Regions from separate parts of the Sus scrofa genome. Here all the other regions are linked to region 1. A link is a contact called in public Hi-C data. All regions are on one chromosome and are shown on one strand. The core of a region is the stretch at or near the end of the contact, and the rest is flanking DNA. Distances in the headings are between cores, read along the strand shown. Region 1 has its middle 56 kb from the start of PSMG1. Region 2 holds the start of ETS2 (protein C-ets-2). Region 3 has its middle 38 kb from the start of ETS2. Region 4 has its middle 110 kb from the start of ETS2.

Region 1 (4,701 bases), core at 868-3,367:
AGATGAGTGGATGGATGGATGGATGAATGGGTGGTTGGATGGATGGATGGATGGATGGATAAGTGGATAGATGGATGGATGGATGGATTTTCAGAAGAACTGATGGATGGGTGAATGGATGGATGGATGGATGGATAGATGAATGGATAGATGGATGGATGGATGGTCAGAAGAACTGATGCATGGATGGATGGATTGATGGATAGATGGATGGTTGGATGGAGTGAAATCTTTTATCTTAGGCTTCCTTAAATTCAAAATTCTCAACCAAAACTTCATCATTCCAGGCAGAATATGCATCACCTGCTATTTCTGATATGAGAGCCAAAACTCCTAGACATTTTGGGGGGCACAGCCTTCCCATATTCTTTTTTGAAGGCAAACTCTCTTTTGGTTTCTTAAAAGTCTGGAAGAGAATCCCACCACACAACCCATTTGTTCCTCCAGCTGCCATGTATGAAATATGTGTTGTTTGAACGTGTTTGGACCAAGTACAAAGAGGTGAAGGTAAGAAGAAAACTATGTCAGTCTGTGGACGGCTGGGCAACACCTAGACACCGGGTGGATCAAGGCTGGCTGGAAAGTGGTTTCTGAGAAGGGGGGCCATGCTCCCCTGCTGGCAGCTAGGGAACTGCACTACGGTCCCACAGAGGGGGGTCACAGAACTCACCTTTGGACTGTCCCTGGTGAACATGGATAGCACTGCTGGGCGTGGATGGTAGCCAGGGCACCCAGACAATGAAAGGCTGGCTGCAGAGACCAGGAGGGTCCAGAACACACCAGGTGCCCCCTTAGATGGAGCACAGGAACCGCAGAAAGAAGGTGACCCAGACATTGAGGCAGATCCATGGGGGCTACACAAGACAGGCAACAGGATCCTGCAAAGTCTTGAACCACACATACAAACCATGGAGCTGTTTCCACCCCCACCCCACCCCCACAGGCCCCTGGGCTGTGAAAGGGATGTTTTTTCTTTTTTGGCTGCCCCATGGCTTATGGAGTTCCCAGGCCAGGGATCTGATCCGAGCCACAGTTGAGACCTACGCCACAGCTGTGGCAATGTGTGATCCTTTAACCCACTGTGCTAGGCCTGGGATCAAACCTGCATCCTGGTGCTGCAGAGACACTGCCAATCCCATTGCACCACAGCAGGAACTCCGAAAGGGAGGTTCTTAAAAGTCAGGTCAAGACTTGGGCCCTGAGATGACCAGACCCCGAAAAGAAAGAAGACCCACTGTCGCGGGTCACTTGGTCCAGTCTGCAGAGGGAGGCCTGGGCTCCCTCCCCTCCCGCCTTCATGGTCAACATCAAGGCGGCTGGAACCTCTCCTGATTTCAGCATCTCCCCCGCCCCTGCCCCGCACCACCTGTGGCCTTCCTGCCTCAATATGTGCAGGCCTGTCCTGCCTCCCAAGGCCCCTCTCTACGTTTTCTGGATCATTCGCCTCAAAAGTTCACCAGCTCAGCGCATTTCTTCATCGAGGCCAGGAACCGCAGGGCCTTTGAAAGCCAAATGTGCTTCTGCAAAAGATGACCTCTGGCAAAGAAACAATGTGTTCCTTTTCCCGTGGCCTTAACAAGATCTTAGGGAAGTGAGAAAAACAGTCCAGCAAAGGAAGTGGAAGTCAACTTTGAGGGAGATCAAACAAGACTGGTAAGCGTCCCAGGTTGAGCAATAAACATGAGCTTGCAATTTTCCTTTCTTGCTAAAGTGTCCTGGGCCCCCCGTGGGCTGGACCCCCTCCAGTCCAGTAAGACACGACCCTTGAGGGCGTCCCCAAGTCCACATAGGACCCGTGTCGCAAAGTCACGAAGCACTCGTTCCAAAAGCAAAAGTAAACGTAACCTCTTACTCAGCCAGCCTGTCCCCTCCTGAGTAAGGAAAAGCAGAAATGGCTGGCCCGATTCCTTGAATAACCCACCGAAGGTCTAGGTCAGGATTTCAAAGCTCTGAGGAGAGGGTTCATTTAAAGACAAGAGGACAACAAAGCCTGCCTTGCCCCCGTGTGCCTTCTTTGGCAGAGCCCCAGCCTGCTAACCAGGCTTTCTGCAATTACACGGGTCCTGTGGGCATCTGGTTTCCATCAGAAGCAGAAGTGTCAGCGCTTCTGTACCACTGGGGCCAGCTGGTCATTACGCCCGGGAGCAGAGCTGTCAGTGACCCCTGCCAATCTCTCCTCCTAATTACAGTGTCCGTGCTAAGCACGCACAGGGGAGGCCTCCGCGTCCCTGTGGTGAAAATCCAATAGAGAAACATCTGGAGACTTTCCCCGTTCACCTAAGCCAGGGCCCAGGAATTAAAGTGTCCCTGACATCACGCTGCCATCGACTTCCCAGCACACCTCTTTGCAAAGTGAAAATGAGGCTCGGTACAAAACCTGTCTCCGTCTTAAACCTGCGAGGAAGATCAAAAGAGACAGGATGACAGACTGGGGTCCAGCTCAACCCCACGGGTGAAAAGAGAGCTTCAGAGGGAAGGGCAGATGGAGGCCAGCACCGAGCAGAACATGGCATCTGATTTTTAGATCCATTTGGCATGCAGATTCTAGAGAGCTCGATTCTAAAGCCGTGTTATCACAGCCCCACGGTACTGTTCCCAAGCAAAGTTTCAGAAATCCAGAAAATCCTGGGAGGTGGTGGGGGGGAGCCAGAGTCATTGATCAGAAGCCAACAGCACATGTCAGCCCCAAATTGGGCTTGGGTTTGCCAATAGCAAGCCCTGCTTAATTATTCGTGGAGTAAACTGACCCGGGGCAAGCTAGGGAGGTATTGTGTCAGTGACCCCCAGGAAAAGGACAGGGTCAAAAGTCATCCTAAGAGGAAATGTGGCCTCGGCCCCCAAAGCCTCCCATCTCTGTCCCAAGGAAACTCACATCTAACAAATCAGATATAAGTGCCATGAACCCTGAGGGAGAGCCCAGCTCTGAACTCCTTCAGCAACACCACCAAACACTTGGAGTCATTCACTCCTTGCTTACCCAGGGGCGGCCACAAGAGACAGAGGGCAGAAAAGGAGCCGCACTGCAGGATCTTGGTGGACATTTCACGGCTGCCTTGACACGCTGTCTTCACCAACCCCCACCCCCACCCCCAAGACATCCCTATGGCAACAGATAGCTTCCCTTTAGCCATTCAATACATAAGAAAGCTTCCTTAGAGAAAAATCGTCCCATCTTTTTTAAATCCTTTCAATCACTTTCAAGCTTCCTCTCCATTTTCTCAGGGAAAAAAGTCACCATTGCATGAACTGGATCTTTTTTTTAAAGAAAGATTAATTGATCGTCATAAAGTTCCTAAATTAGACTCAAAAATCGTGAAACGCCCCATCGCAGCCAGAGCCAAGGAACATTGGCTTTCGGCTGAGGAGCCAGAAGGTGTGTGACACGGCTTCCCCTTTACAGCGCGGGGGGCGACGGTTGCTACCGCCTGTAAAGAGCCCTGTTCCTTGGTCACCTGGCGATTGACAGCCCAATGAGGGGATCACCCTCCCCGGCAGGACGTGTCCCCTGATGAGTTCATCAGGACAAAGTGACCGCCCCTCTGTGTATAGGGTGACTTAGAATTCTTCTGCACGCCTCAGCATCTCGCAAGTGCCAAGGCTTCACTCAGCATACACGTGTCCAACAGTATTGACTGAAGCGAATTCTGGGCCAGGCACGGTGTAGGTTTATCAGCTGTAAAAAAATGTACCACTGGCAGGGGGATGTTGTTATTTTGGGGAGGCCGTAGGTGTGTGGGGACAGGGAGTATGTGGGAAACCGCTGTACTTTTGCTCAGTTTTGCTAGAAACCTAAAACTACCTTAAAAAATAGTCTCTTTGGGGGCGGTCCCTCATGATGCAATGAGTTAAAGATCTGGCGTTGCCTCTGCAGCAGCTCAGGTCGCAGCTGTGCTTGGATTCAATCCCTAGACCAGGAATTTCCATGTGCCGAGAGTGCAGCCATAAAAACATTTTTTAAATAGTCTATATTGGATAAAAATTCAAATTTGAAAAGATACATGCATCCCAATGTTCACTGCAGCACTGTTCACAATAGCCGAGGTATGGAAGCAAATTAAATGTCTACCAACAGAGGAATGGACGTTCCCGTCATGGCTCAGTGGTTAACAAATCCAACTGGTAACCATGAGGTTGCGGGTTTGATCCCTGGCTCTCTCAGTGGGTTAAGGATCCTGCATTGCTGTGAGCTATGGTGTAGGTCGCATATACAGCTCAGATCCCACATTGCTGTGGCTGTGGTGTAGGCCAGCAGCTACAGCTCTGATTCGACCCCTAGCCTGGGAACCTCCATATGCTGCAAGTGCAGCCCTAAAAAGACAAAAAAAAAAAAAAAAAAACAGAGGAATGGATAAAGATGCGGTACATATATATATTCAATGGAATATTACACAGCCATTAAAAAGAATGAAATACTGCAATTTGCAGCAACATGGATGGACCCAGAGATTGTCATACTAAGTGAAGTAAATCAGACAAAGACAAATGTCATATGATATCACTTATGTGTGGAATATAAAAAAATAATTCACATGTACTTATTTACAAAATAGAAACAGACTCAGACATAGAAAACAAACTTACAGTCACCAAACAGGAAAGTAGGGTAGGGATAAATTAGGAGTTGGGGAGTAACAGATACACAACTATATATAAAACAGATAACCAACAAGGGCCTACTGCATAGCACAGGGAACTGGATTC
Region 2 (4,701 bases), core at 774-3,273, 250 kb before region 1:
ACAACGGACACTCCCTGTGCCCCTTCTTTTGACATCTTTCAGCTCAGATGTGATGGTAACGCCCCTTCTGTGCCCACCCCCCACTGTCAGCCCCTAAAGAAAGAAAGATGCCTTCCTAAAGGGTTAGTGGACCTCAGGGACTCAGGGGCCCCGAACTCTGAGCACTGGACACACATGGGTATGGGGGCAGGTGCTATGGACAAGGCAGCCAGCCCCACTCTAGGCAACTGAACTTGACCCAATGGCTGTCTGCAACAAGCTCCTAAGCGGCTCTCAAGGGCTGCATGAGTAGCCTGGGGGAAAAGACCCTCTATTAGCTGAAACTGCAGCCCAGATGAGTCAGTATTTTCTGCTACCATTAAAAAAAAAAAAAAAAAGTAGCATACTCTTTGCATCTCCATGGTAACTTACTATGGATCTGTATTCCATTTATGAACCTCCTTCTTGACCTATCAGTGGTTTCTGATCCAGGCCTGAATATACACAGAGAGACCATCAGAATCAATTCAACCTGCTGTAAATACAAACCCTCTCAGCACCGGGTTTTTTGAGCCTCCACAGACCCTGTCTCACCCACGTAATGATGATACCTGGAGACCCTCAGGTACCTGGAAACATTAAGGCACAATAGTATCTCAATTATCCAGATGACTCCGGAGTTAGGGTTGCCATGGAAACCGGGAACCTTGGTAACAGAGAAGGGAGGCTGCTCCTCTCTCCCTTCACAGCACTGCAGTCCCTGGCCTTGCCTAAGCTGAGCTATTGTATTTTCTATCCACCCCTGGGCATCTAAATATTTCTCCAAGGAGTTCCCGTCGTGGCTCAGCAGTTAACGAACCTGACTGGCATCCATGAGGGCGCAGGTTCCATCCCTGACCTCGATCAGTGGGTTGAGGATCCGGCATTGCCCTGAGCTGTGGTGTAGGTCATAGACACGGCTCGGATCCAGTGTTGCTGTGGCCCTGGCATAGGCTGGCAGCTACAGCTCCGATTGGACCCCTAGCCTGGGAATCTCCATATGCCGCCGGTGCCGTGAAAAAGAGAGAAAAGACAAATAAATAAATAGATAAATAAATACTGAGAATGTGACCGGAATCTGAATAGGAAATGTGTGCATTTCTAGCCATGGACTCAAGTATCTCCTGCTAAAAATGGAAACTCTGGGGGGGAAGGGTGACGGTTTTGACCATAGTTGGAAGTCAGATAGCCTGGAGTTTCAACCCTGAATTTCCCACTCACACGTCCTATGACTCGGCAAGTTATTTACCCAAAGGGCCCATTCCCTCATGTTTAATGTGAGGACAATTATCCTGAGAATGAGCCCAGGGAAGCTCTTTCAAAGGCTGGTTCCTACTAAGACACCGCTCAACTCTAGGGGGCGCCACTTCCTCGGAGGCGGTAGGAACAGGGCTTCCCGGAGCAGAGGGGCGCTCTGTGACCCAGAAAAGGGCCCACCTTGTACGTCTATCATGTCTTTTAGTGTCTTTTCAGGACAGAAGAGTCAGAAGTCCACGAAGAGGTCCAAGAATTGGGCCAGAAATAGTCCCTTATGACCCAAGCCCTGTGGCCGCTCGGTGGCACCAGCACTGCTCCAGTCCTGCCAGGACAGGTTTTGGTGTTAAAGTCTCCGCACCAGCGGAAGAAACCAAAGAAAGACTCTCCTTCTGAGCTCCCGGGACACACACAGGGCTCGAGTCCTCGGGGTCCCCGGCCCACCACGGCCCCCCGAACCGCAGGCAAGGGACAGAGCCCAGTGACAGCGGGCGCCGAGCGAGGCCGGGCTTGGAAGGACTGGCTCCGCCCCCTGCTCTTCTCCTCCCCCCGCCTCCACTCCGCTCCCCTCCCCTCGGCTTCCCCCCTCCCCTGCTCCCGCCCTCTCGCGACTTTGCTCCCTTCTCCACCCCCACCCCTCCCCTCCCGATCTCCTCCCCTCTCCCCTCCCCTCTCGCCTTTCCCCTCCCCCGCCCCCCTCCTCCCCTCCCCGCGGTCGCCTCCCCTCCCTCCTCCGTCCTCCCCCGGCTCCTGAAGAGCGCGCAGCGAAGGGGACCGGCCAGTTACTTCCTCCAGCGGCGGCGCGGAGCGCGGTATCGCCCCAGCCCTGAGCTCCCGGAGCCCGCCGCCCGCCGCTCCCTGCCGGCTCAGGCCTGCCGAGCGCCCTCCCCGCGTCCCGGCCCCGCCGCCCGCGCCCTCCCCGGCGCGCACCGAGGAGTCCGGGCCCCGAGTCGCCGGCCGCCCTGCCCGAAGCGGCGCGGTAAGAGCAGGGTCGGGCCGGGTGGGCGGCCAGGGTCCGGCAGGTCCGGCGGGGAGCGCCCTCCGGGCCCCGGTTCCTCTGCCGAGGGATCCAGAAACGGCGTGGAGGACGTGGGTGGCGCGGAGAGCCGGATCCCAGGGCGCAGCCGGGGTCCCGGAGGGGTGGCGGCTATTCCTAGGATCCAGGGGTCGCGCTTCTGAGATCCGATCCGCTCAGCTCGTGGTATGGATGGCCCAGTGGCTTTGGGGGCGGCAAGTGGGGCGCGGAGTGGGCCCGGCGATGACGCGCGGAGCCGGCTGCGAACTTGGGCCGCGGTTCTGGGGTCGCCGAGCCGGCTGGGGCGGGCGGGGCGCGCCGACTTGTTTCACTTGCTTTTGTCTTAAAAGGAAACGCGGGCGTGGTGGGGGGCCCTTGCCAGTGGGCGCCTGGGAGACCTGATATCGCGAAGGGGCTGGGGGACGCCGGAGAGGGTGTCGGAGGGGCCCCGGCGCGCCCGGGTTTGTGGGTGACTTACTGGAGGGCGCCGGGCCCGGGCAGATCGGGGTCTAGGGGCGCATGAAACACCTTGGAAGCTACGGATCCCCGAAAACAGGCGGATCCCAACCCCCCGGTCACCTGCTCCGCCACGTCCAGGGCCCGGCCGGGGCGGCGGGCGAGGGAGGCGCCGGGAGGGTCCTGGCGCTCGAGCGAGACCCCCGTGGGCGCCCCAGGTCCTCTATATCTCGGGCCCTCGGTCCTGCTAGGCGAACCTGGGGAGCCAGTCGGAAGTGGGGATGTAGGTGCGCCAAGCTGCCTTTCCCGGTTCTTACAGCATTTTAGATGAAGAGGTAACAGCGATTGTGCGTGTGTGTTTTTTAAAGCACAAGAGATTTTTTTATATTATCCTGTATTCAATTATAGGGTATCCTAAAATAGTAGTTGACGTGCGACTTATTTAGAAAGTAAAGAAGTGAGCCAGTCCCCCCTTTGGATTGAGAGGTAATTTATTTTAATTTACCACTGAGAGATGATGTTTGTTCCGCACAGTGGAAGCGCCTGTGCGCCCTGTGCCTGCCCACACCACCGCCGATCAGAGAGAGAAATCTCCCAGTTAAGGTTTATTAAAATTCTGAATAATATCACAGTACAATAAATGTTAGCGCTCTGGGTCCTGCAGGAAAATAGCTGAACACTCATTTCGGGAATTAGTCATTCCTGACTCTATAAATTGATAACCTTCAAAGGAAAAAGCAAATCAATCTTCGAAAGTGCGTTTTGAGGTTTTCTTTTTCTTTTCTTTTCTCCTCAAATTTACCGAAATACAAACCCGTGTTCTAATCTCGCAGAAGGAATCACTTGTCCCCCGAGGGTACCGTTGGCCGGCAAGTTTTGCTTGTTTAAAAATGTTATCCTTCTCAGCCCTTTCGTGGCTGCCATTTCCCGTTTGTGTTGTTGTAGTTCAAAGGCAACAATCAGGAGGGCACCCCCCCCCCAAAAGACCTAAATGTGAAATTGACTTAGGATGTGGAGAAACTTGGCCTGTCTGCCACCTTGACTGGCCTCGTGGAGTCAAAGACGGGAACTTAAATTTGATTAGTTATGTGTCTGCCAGAAACCATTGGTAGCGCGCTTTGATTCTACATGGTTTTTACAAAACAAATTAAAAGCTGGACAACAAAAGAATTCTATTCTGTAGCTAGTAATTACAGCTCTCTGTGTGGGAGGGGTAGACTGCCTTTCCTCCTGGTGTTTGTACACAAAAACCAGGCGAGGCTTAGTCCATTGCCCTCCACGTCCATTCTCTGCGAAGCTGAAGTGTGGGATAAAACTGGACGAAGAAGATGGATAACTGTCCACATCCTTTCATTCGGCTCCTGTTTGAAGCTTGTGAATGTCATCAGCAGGTGACAGGACGTAGTCGACCCAGATAAATGGCAGAAAGTTCCATGAACCTTAAGGAGCATTTCAGGTAGTAAAGTCTCACGAGCAGGAACCTTGTCTAATGAGACTTGGGTGCCATCGCTGCTTTTTTTTTTTTTTGATGAGCTGGGAGAAGGGCCCCGGCCGCATCCCTCGGGTTAATTGGGCTCCTGGAGGAGCGAAGGAGGGAAGGCCATCACCGGCCTGGGACTGGGTCTGCGCAGTGCCCCTTCGATGCCCCTGCTGTCGCTGCGTCCTCCTGCGCCAGGCACCTGAGGTCTCTGGATCTTTGTTGCCTCGCGGTGAGAGGTTACATCTACCTCTCAGGGCTCAGGCCTTTCAGCCAGCTGGGCTGGTGGGATCGTCCAGCTCAGGCTGAGCCCTTAGCCAGGGCAGCGATCATCCGTAGTGAGTACTGATCTTAAGGGCCTGTGGAGGACACCGTCCGATCCATCAAGGGGAGATTCTAAGCAAACCTGATCCCTTTTGATCCAGGACCATCCCTCCTCCCAACCCCCACCCTCACCCCCCACTCTTATTTATTGTCTAAG
Region 3 (4,701 bases), core at 744-3,243, 220 kb before region 1:
ATGTGTGTGCCAGCAGAAATTTTGTTCATTTGAAGGATGTTTTCCAGTTCTTCGGACCAAAGACGGTCAGAGTGAGGGAGGGGTGTGAGCTGCCTTTTCGGTGGTGAACCTTCTTGAGCTGGGCGTCGGCTGACAGTGAGGCTGGGGGGGACATTGCCCACTTTCTTAGTTACTTCAACCAAAACTATCATTGTCTTCACACTGCAAAACCTTGTGCACACGTAAACTCCTGGCGGGGACCAGCCAGGTAGGAGGGAGTATCAGGAGCGGAGGTGGAGCTCATGTGAGCACACGTCATCTCATTTTGCAGCAAGAAAACTGAAACTCAGACAGGTTAAATGACTTAAGGTCAGAGATTTAAGGAGTTCCCTTGTGGCGAGCAGGGTAAGGATATGGTGTTGTCACTGCTGTGGCTCTGGTTACAACAGTGGCTCGGCTTTCAATGATCCCTGGCCCGGGAATTTGCACATGCCATGGGTATGGACAGAAAAAAAAAAAAAAAAAATCAGAGATTTAATAAGTGAGCAACACAAGTGTTTTACTCCAAAGCCCACATTCTTTCCACTGGGCCGTACTCAGATCTCCCTTACAAAGGTCAGGCTGGAAGGGTTGTTACTGGGAATTTGGTCAAGTTTTCACTCCAATGAATGAGACCTTGAGGTCTAAAGGGGGTGGGGGGGTGCAAAGGTCTCATGATTCAGCAAGCAAGCTACAAAACTGGGATGAAAGCCCACAGTTTCTAAGTCCAAAGCCTTCCTCACATCTTTCTTTTCTTATTTAAATAATTTTGGGAGTTCCCTGGTGGCTCATCAGGTTGAGGACCTGGCCTTGTCATGGCTATGGCTCAGGTTGCTGCTGTGGTGTGGGTTCGATTCCTGGCTGGCGAACTTCTGAACTTCTGCATGCCGTGAGTGCAGCCAAAATAATAATAATAATAATAAGTATTTTTGATTTTATGCCATCGATCACAAAGTGAGCTGCATAAAAGTAGTGATCTATTTTGCCTTCTTTTCACTGCACCTGGTGTCTATAACAGCATCGATGACAGAGATGCTCTACTTCTTGAACAAAGTCCTCATGAGAAAAAGGGGAGAAAGTGGTTCAATTTCATCCCGCAAGAGAGTCTTGATGCTGTTCCTCCCCGTGGCTCCCTCGCAGGTTTGGGCCCAGATGGAGAGGGTGGCTGGATGCCCAAACATCAGCCAGGACCCAAGGCCAAGAGGAAACTCACATCACCAGGCCTCTTCCTTATACTTGACGAAAATGGTAACCAAGCGATAGTCCGGTTCCTTGACAGATCCTCTCCTCGTAAAGCGGTAAGATGGAAACACGGGGAATTCTGCCTGTCTCATCCCTTGTGACTCTGGAAGGCCAACTATTCTGACTTTCAGTTTCACTCACTGTAAACACACAGCTCCTTTGGAATGGAGAAAAGTTGTTCTCAGCCCTTAACACGGCATTTATCAACTCATGTATTGTTTATTCTTGTGCAATTAGCAATCACATTTCTGGAAAAAAAAAAAGGACTTTCGGGATTGAATAAGCCTATTGGTGTCATTTTCCTAGCAGTGATTCTGCTTCCTTCTGCCTGCTCTTATTTCATACCAAACTGGTTTACGGGACGTTTGGGTAAACAAGGCTCTTATGAGTAATTAGTATCCAATTAGGCTAAGTTTCATGTCTGTGTGAGCCAAGCCCTCTTTTTCCAACCTCTGGGAGGGATCAAGTATGTCAGGCCTCTGTTTACAGAGCAAGGCCCATGGCTGACTGCCCCCGAGGCTCTTTAAAGGTTGTTGTTGGTAGCTGGACCTCTAGATTAAGCTACTACATATTTTTGTTGGCTTTTGCTCCTGGGGAAAGGGCAAGACTGGTCGCCCAGTGATTTAGGTCCTTTTCTCCGTGTTCCTCTTGCAAAATGTTCCAGGGTCCACCAGCATCCCCATCAAGAAGCTTCTTCCTGACACAGAGGGAAGGTTCACAACACCGCCCTCTGGGCAAAACTCTGCCCTTCCTACCATGGGCCGATTTCAAATGCAGAATCTGGTGTGAGAGCTTTTCTGCTGAAAGCTTTGATGCCTGATCTCTTTTTCCCAACTTTGTGTTACGAACATGTTCGAATACGCAGACAAGACCAAAGAAGAAAAGGGTGAACATTCTCACAGCCACCAATTAGATTCAAAAGTTCAACTCGCCAGTTGTCAAAGTTGTGCGGAACCATTTGAGTATTTGAAATGGCAGATATTTCTGCATGTTTATCTTAAAAATAAGGACTATCTTAAATCCAACCAAAGTAATAGTGGGACAAATACTTTATCATTTCATTTACATTATCGAAGTAGTTGGAGTCATATTGCTCTTATTTTCTATTATCATGTTAAAAGCTATAGTATCTGTAGTGATGCCTCCATTTCATTCCTGAAGTGGTAATTTGTGTCTTCTCTCTTTTTTTTCTGAGTAAGTCTAGTTGAAGTTTTATGAATTTCATTATTTTTTTAATCTGTAAGAAGAAATTTGAATAAATATTTATTAAATTCAATTCTTTCATGAAATTAATAAGTAAGAATAGGTGTATTTCATGGCACAAAAATCTGGTTATCACATACATTTAAGTGAAACAAATAGTTTACAAAGCACATGTTCAATATTTGTTTTAGGAAAAAATATAAATTTAAGCATTGAAAAAAATTCCTGGAAGAATACATACCGAAGTATCACGTAATTTTCTCTACATATTAGAATCATGCTTGGGTTTTTTCTTGCTTGTTAAAAATAACATTTAAAACATCAGAAATACTGTATTTCCACTGAGTAATTTTTTTTTTCAAAGATGAGACGTGGTTTTCGCTCATGTGGTTATTTATTGTTTTTTTATTTCATTGATTTCTACTTTTATGTTTATTTCCTATTTTTGTATTTATTTTTCTTTTTTCCTTCTCCTGCATTTTAAGATGGAAGCTTAATTCTCTTTTTTTTTTTTTTTTTCTTTTTAGGGCCACACCTGAGGCATATGAAGTTCCCAGGCTAGGAGTCGACTTGGAGCCTACCCCACAGCCACAGCAACATGGGATCCAAGCCCTGTCTGTGATCTACACCACAGCTCCTTAACCCACTGAGAGAGGACAGGGATGGAACCCACATCCTTATAGATCCTAGTCAGGTTCGTTAATGGCTGAGCCACGAAAGGAAGTCCTTAATTCATTTTTTAAAGCTATATCTTACAAATTTTGCTATGTTGTATTTTAATTCTTATTTAGTTCAAATATTCCTAATCTCTCTTGTGGTTTCTGCTTTGACCCCTGGGTTATTTTAGAAGTATGCTGTTTAATTTCCAAATATTTGAAGGTTTTCCAGATATTCTTCTGTTGCTGATTTGTTTTTCTTTTTTCTTTTGCTTTTTAAGGCTGCACTTTGGCATATGGAAGTTCCCAGGCTAGGGGTCAAATTGGAGCTACAGTTGCTGGCCTACACCATAGCCACAGCAATGCCAGATCCCTGACCTCTTATTAAATTGTTTCGGTAAGCAAAGCATAAACTTTGAATGATTTCAATCCTTTTAAAATTTGTTGAAGCTTATTCTGTGACCCAGCACATGAACTATCTTGGGTTATGTTCAATGTACATTTGAAAAGAATGGATATTTTGCAGTGTGAGTAGACATTTTTATGACAGGTCAAGTTGGTGAATAATATCCTTACTGAGTTTCTGTTTACTTGTTTTATAAATTGTTAAGAAAGGAATGCTAAAATTTACAACTAAAATTGTTGATTTGCCTAGTGCTTAGTTTTTGCTTTATTTATTGTATCTGTCCACATTAAAGATTAGTTCTTAAGGCAGATTGACCTCCATCAGTATGAAATATTCTTCTTTGTCCATATTAATAATTCTTCTTCTGAAGTCTATTTTCTCTTATGTTAATAGAGCCACTCTTACTTTATTTTGATTATTGTTTTCATGGTGAGTGTATTTCCATCCTTTTACATACTGTTATTACTTTTTTTTTTTTTTTTGTCTTTTCTAGGGCTGTACACATGGCATATGGATGTTGCCAGGCTAGGGGTCTAACCAGAGCTATAGCCACTGGCCTACGCCACAGCCACAGCAACTCAGGATCCAAACCACATCTGTTTAAGTCACAGCTCACAGCAATGCCAGATTCTTAACCCACTGAGCGAGGCCAGGGATCAAACCTGCAACCTCATGGTTCCTAGTCGGATGCATTAACCACTGAGCCACAATGGGAACTCCTGTTATCACATTTAAAGTAGGTGTTTCATAGACCACACATAGCTTCATGTTTCTTTTTTTTATCGTAGAAGCTCTGCCTTTGGAGTGTTATTACATGTGTTACCATTACCATAAATTTAAATTTATCACCTTGCTACTTTTTTGTCTTTTTGCCTTTTTTTTTGGGCCATTCGGCATATGGAGGTTCCCAGGCTAGGGGTCTAATCAGAGCTGCAGCTGCCGCCTACACCACAGCCACAGCAATGCCAGATCTGAGCCACCCCTGCGACCTACACCACAGCTCACAGCAACACCGGATCCTTAACTGGCTGAGCGAGGCAAGGGATCAAACTCGCAACTTCATGTTTCCTAGTCGGATTCGTTTCTGCTGCGCCACGACGGGAACGCCACCTTGCTACTTTTTTAATTTGTCTGATCCCTGTCTTGTTTCTTTTTCCCTCTCTTCCTACTTTCTTT
Region 4 (4,701 bases), core at 1,191-3,690, 140 kb before region 1:
ATGCCAACCAGTGTTCATGGGCTCAGGCTGGAACCCCAAGGCCCTGCTTTCCCCATCCCACTTGAAAGGAGTGGCCTGGAGTTCCCGTCGTGGCGCAGTGGTTAACGAATCCGACTAGGAACTATGAGGTTGCGGGTTCGATCCCTGCCCTTGCTCAGTGGGTTAAGGATCCGGTGTTTCCGTGAGCTGTGGTGCAGGTTGCAGACGCAGCTCGGATCCCGCGTTGCTGTGGCTCTGGTATAGGCTGGTGACTACAGCTCCAATTGGACTCCTAGCCTGGGAAGCTCCATATGCCGCAGGAGCGGCCCAAGAAATGGCAAAAAGACAAAAAAAAAAAAAAAAAAAAAAAAAGAAAGGAATGGTCGTACTGCGTCGTGGACCCAGATTCACTGAGTCCATTGCTCTCCAATACGGCTGCACATAGGATCCACCAGATGAGGGGAGGAGGGGTTAAAACTACCGATGCCCAGCATCCGCCTGACCAATCAAATCAGAATCCTGTGGGCGGGTCCTAGCTGTCTGGTGGCTGGCTTGTTAGAAGCACTTTTTAGAAAGGTGAGTGTGGACAGCTGCTCCACAGATAATGAAAGTGGTGTGTCTATTCAAGCCGCGCCACAGACCGTTATTCAAGCCACACCATAGACAATGCTGCTTTTCTCAGGAATAAATGTAGGGGCAGGGTCAACTGCAAATGTGTAGTCTTAGATAAGGGGTAATAAATACATTCTGTTTTGGTGCTTCTAAGTCGAGGCTCTGCACCTGCTGGAAGCAGGTGGCTTTAAATCCTGGCCACCCCTGGGTTTCCCCAGTCAGGTCCCACTGTCAACATCACCACCAGTTTCTTCCTCTTTCTTGGTGGCAATCTACCGCCTCCTTCAACTAGTGCATGGAAAATTACATGGTCAGTGCCACACGCAGGGCTGGAAGAGCACACAGCCCACAGGGGTTGCACGTGACCCAGGCTTTCATCATTTATTTAAAAAGTCTGTGGGCGAGAAGGGAGGAAGAATTGTGAGGCCCCGAAGCAGCTGACTCACTTCGGAGAGGAGTGACAAGTCTGTTTCTGAACAGATCGGTTGACAGGACAGTGGCCACTGCTGCTCTTGGTTCATTCCTGCAGGTTCATACTGACTCCCTCTCTTCAGCCGTAGGACTGAGCGCCCACGGGGATTGGCTGTGGGCACTAGGGAAATGAGTTTGGGGCTTTGCTTCTCTGCTTCCAAAGAAAGCAAAGCCCCAAACTCACTCTGACCTTAGAGCTTCCATCCAATGGGGGTCAGGGAGGCACATGCTAAGAAAACCCTATCACCTGGTGGTGCGCTCTGAGATAAAGCAAGCTGGGACTGTTCACAGTAGCCAAGACATGGAAGCAATCGAAGTGTCCATTGACAGAGGACTGGATAAAGATGTGGCACATATGCACAATGGAATATTACTCGGTCGTCACATAGAATGAAATACGCCATTCGCAGCGACACGGATGGACCGAGACAGTATCACACTACGTGAAATAAGTCAGAGGAAGTCAAATATCATAAGAGACCACCTATATGTGGAATCTAAAAAATAATACCGATGAAGTTATTTATAAAACAGAAATAGACCCACATAGAAAACCAAGCTTACGGTTACCAGAGGGGGAAAAGGGGAGGATACTTGGAAGTTTGGGATGAACAGATACATACTACTCTATATATGACAGAGAACTGATGAGAACCTACTGCGTAGCTCAGGGAGCTATACTCGATATCTCATAATAACCTGTAATGACGAAGTATATATATATATACACACACAGAGGCATATATAAAACCCAATCGCTTTGCTGCACACCAGAAACTAACCCAACATCGTGAATCAACTATACTTCGAAAAAACCAGTGCTGGGGAGAAGGGGTTGGGGTAGGGGCTGCAACTGGGGGGTGGGGGACGAAGGTGGCCTTAGAGCAAAGAGCTTAATGAGGTGCAGAGGAGCCAGGGGTTGTCCAGGAAGAGGGGTCCCTTCAGGTAGAGGGAGCAAGAGGCCAGCTCATCCATGAGTGATGTGGAGCCACTGCTTTGTGGGAAGGAAGCAAGGACTTGCTTCCCTCCAGGCTCCCTCGGTGCAGAGCTGGCTGAGGGGAGCGGGCAGCTGGGGGACCAGAGAGGAGAGTGGCAGGATGGCGGGGGCACAAGGGGGTGGAGAGGGGAGTGGGGTCGCGCTGGGTGTGGGTAGGGGTGTGATATATGATGGGCAGAGAGACCGCAGTGACCCCTGCAGACCCTGCCTCCTCCCCCTCAGCCCTGGACCATGTCCAGACCTGGGAGTCTCAGCAGGAAGTCTCCCGGGGGTGGCAGAGTCCCCATCTGTGTCTGTGACCCGTGCTGACAGGCGCCCAGAGCGGTCGGTGGCCATGTGATTCCCGGCAGCCGCGATGAGGTCACGATCTCTGTTTACTAACAGGAAAGAACACTTGGATGCAGGAGTCAACGAGCTGAAAGCAGGGGCCGTGGGTCACACGTTTGCCTCTGCCCTGAGGCCACCCTGAACCGGCTGACCCTGGAAGAGGGATGAGCCCGGACCACAACATGTAAACTGATTCCCGTTTGTGCTAAAGATGGGCTGTTTTTTGAGATCATGATTAGAAATGAGTAAAAGCTAAGTTTCAAGGTCTTTGGGGTTTTATCATGCAGGGCTTATTAATTAATAACATTGGCAGCAACCTGGATGCAACTAGAGAGCCTCAGACTAAGTGAAGTAAGTCAGAAAGAGAAAGACAAATACCATATGATATCACTTATACATGGAATCTAATATATGGCAGAAAGAAACTTATCTACAAAACAGAGACAAACCCACAGCCACGGAGAACAGACTTGTGGTTGCCAAGGCGCAGGGGGGAGAGAGTGGGCTGGACAGAGAGTTTGGGGTTAGTAGATGCAAACTATTCCATTTAGAATGGATAAGCCATGAGGTCCTGCTGTACTGCATGGGGAACTCTATCCAGTCTCTTAGGATAGAACATGATGGAAGATAATATGAGAAAAAGAAGAGTATGGCTGAGTCACTATGCTACAGAGCAGAAACTGGCATGACATTGTAAATCAACCATACTTTAATTTCTAAAAATGTAAAATAATAAAATAAAAGAGAAAATAGAGCAGTTCAACATGGAGAAAAGTTTCCCTCCTTATTCCCAGGACTTGCAAGTATTTTTTTTTCTTTTTTTAAATTGCAGTATGGTTGATTTACAATGTGGTGTTAATTTCTGTTGTACAGTAAAGTCATTCATATATACATGAATTTTATATATAGTCATATATTTATTGTATATATTATATATTTTTTATATAAGAATATTTATATATTCTTTTCCATTATGATTTATCCTAGGTTATTGGATATAGTTCTCTGTGCTATCCAGAAGGACCTTGTTGTGCAAGTATTTCTTTTAAACAAGTAACGTATTGATCCTCTGAAATGAAGAGGCAATTAAGCTCCAACCTCAAATGCAAAGCCGTCCAAAGCAAATATCCCAGCAGGTGCTACCTCAGTTAACCTGGGCGATGATTAACCTGGGTTTTGCACCTATTCCTTGAACCGTTTTCCAATTAACAGAATACAATTTGATATCGTGTTTCTGAAAATGCTGTTCTTCTGAGCTGAAGGACTTTCAGGCGTGACTCATGTGAAAATGAGGGCGAGAAGTTTGCCCAGTAAAACCTAGGAGAGCACCTGGGATGCTCTGAGTTGCCGTGAGGTGGGGGGAGGAGGGGATGTTAACCAGCGCTGCCACAAGCCCGGCAGCTGGTGTGGCTGGAGTGAATGGTCCCCCTCCCCTAAGCTACGTCTCCATCCTCATCCTTGACCTTGGAAACATGACCTTCTTTGGAAAAGGGCATTTGCAGACATGATTCAGTTCATGACATCCAAGTGCAGTCACCTCAGGTCTGGGGTGGGCCCTAAATCCAACAACAAGCATCCTTGTAAGAGACAGAAGAAGACAGAGATGAAGGCAGAGACTGGAGTGATGCGGCCACAAGCCAAGGGACCCCTGGAGCCACAAAAAGCCAAAGGAGGCAGGAAGGGTTCTCCCTAGAACCTTCAGAGGGAGCATCACTCGGTGACACTTTATCTCACCCTCTGGCCTCCAGAACTGTGAGAATGTCAATTTCTGTGTTTGAAGCCACTTAGTTTGTGGTCCTTTGTCCCAGCAGCCCTAGGACACGGGTCCGGTTTCCAAAAGGGAACATAGCTCTTCCAGGACCTTGATTTGGGGCTTGTGGGTCCTTGGACAGACCAGTGGAATCACACTGTACCTCCACTCCTTTTTCTCTTTTTACAGCCACACCCACCTGTGGCACATGGAAGTTCTGGGACTAGGGATCGAATCAGAGCGGAAGCCCCAGCCTATGCCACAACCATGCAATGCTGGACCCAAGCCACATCTGCAACCTACGCTGCAGCTCATGGCTACACCAGATCCTTAACCCACTGAGCGAGGCCAGGGATCAAATCACAACCTCGTAGAGACAACATCAGGTCCTTAACCCACTGAGCCACAGTGGGAACTCCTATACCTCGACTTCTGCCTACAGAACTGGGAGGGAAGAAGTGGGTGTTGTTTCATGCCACGAAAACTTTGCGGTAATTGGTTCCAGCAGCAATAAGACACTCATGCAGTGGGGTGTCATGTGAGTGACCAGTGGGGCACTGGCGTC

Evidence for each region. A called contact is a pair of places that touch in the nucleus more often than the background predicts.
Region 2: a contact with region 1 is called in a Hi-C map of mesenteric adipose tissue, with 2.1 times the contacts expected there. The contact joins the promoter of ETS2 here to the enhancer-like site in region 1. A contact is called at or near these places in 1 of 5 promoter capture datasets (skeletal muscle), 11 of 47 Hi-C or Micro-C datasets (alveolar macrophages, blood, fetal heart ventricle and 8 more) and 2 of 2 datasets of contacts at active chromatin or transcription factors (alveolar macrophages and skeletal muscle).
Region 3: a contact with region 1 is called in a Hi-C map of liver, with 6 times the contacts expected there. The contact joins two enhancer-like sites. A contact is called at or near these places in 1 of 47 Hi-C or Micro-C datasets (liver) and 2 of 2 datasets of contacts at active chromatin or transcription factors (alveolar macrophages and skeletal muscle).
Region 4: a Hi-C map of liver shows a contact between it and region 1, with 12 times the contacts expected there. The contact joins two enhancer-like sites. A contact is called at or near these places in 5 of 47 Hi-C or Micro-C datasets (alveolar macrophages, heart right ventricle, liver and 2 more) and 2 of 2 datasets of contacts at active chromatin or transcription factors (alveolar macrophages and skeletal muscle).

The regions. Positions count from the first base shown.
Region 1 is chr13:202,716,829-202,721,529 of Sscrofa11.1, forward strand. No RefSeq gene overlaps it. Among named protein-coding and RNA genes, the nearest start is that of PSMG1, 56 kb to the right of the region's middle. Within about 2 kb of position 2,118, at least 29 of the 83 cell types and tissues checked have an H3K27ac peak or open chromatin away from gene starts, as enhancers often do. A contact at or near this core is called in alveolar macrophages, liver, mesenteric adipose tissue and 4 more, where this site is marked.
Region 2 is chr13:202,462,318-202,467,018 of Sscrofa11.1, forward strand. It overlaps ETS2 (protein C-ets-2), which reads left to right and starts at 2,024. Exons shown (of 10, transcript XM_021070986.1): 1 at 2,024-2,251.
Region 3 is chr13:202,499,673-202,504,373 of Sscrofa11.1, forward strand. No RefSeq gene overlaps it. Among named protein-coding and RNA genes, the nearest start is that of ETS2, 38 kb to the left of the region's middle. Within about 2 kb of position 1,994, at least 13 of the 83 cell types and tissues checked have an H3K27ac peak or open chromatin away from gene starts, as enhancers often do. A contact at or near this core is called in liver, where this site is marked.
Region 4 is chr13:202,574,576-202,579,276 of Sscrofa11.1, forward strand. No RefSeq gene overlaps it. Among named protein-coding and RNA genes, the nearest start is that of ETS2, 110 kb to the left of the region's middle. Within about 2 kb of position 2,441, at least 21 of the 83 cell types and tissues checked have an H3K27ac peak or open chromatin away from gene starts, as enhancers often do. A contact at or near this core is called in alveolar macrophages, liver and skeletal muscle, where this site is marked.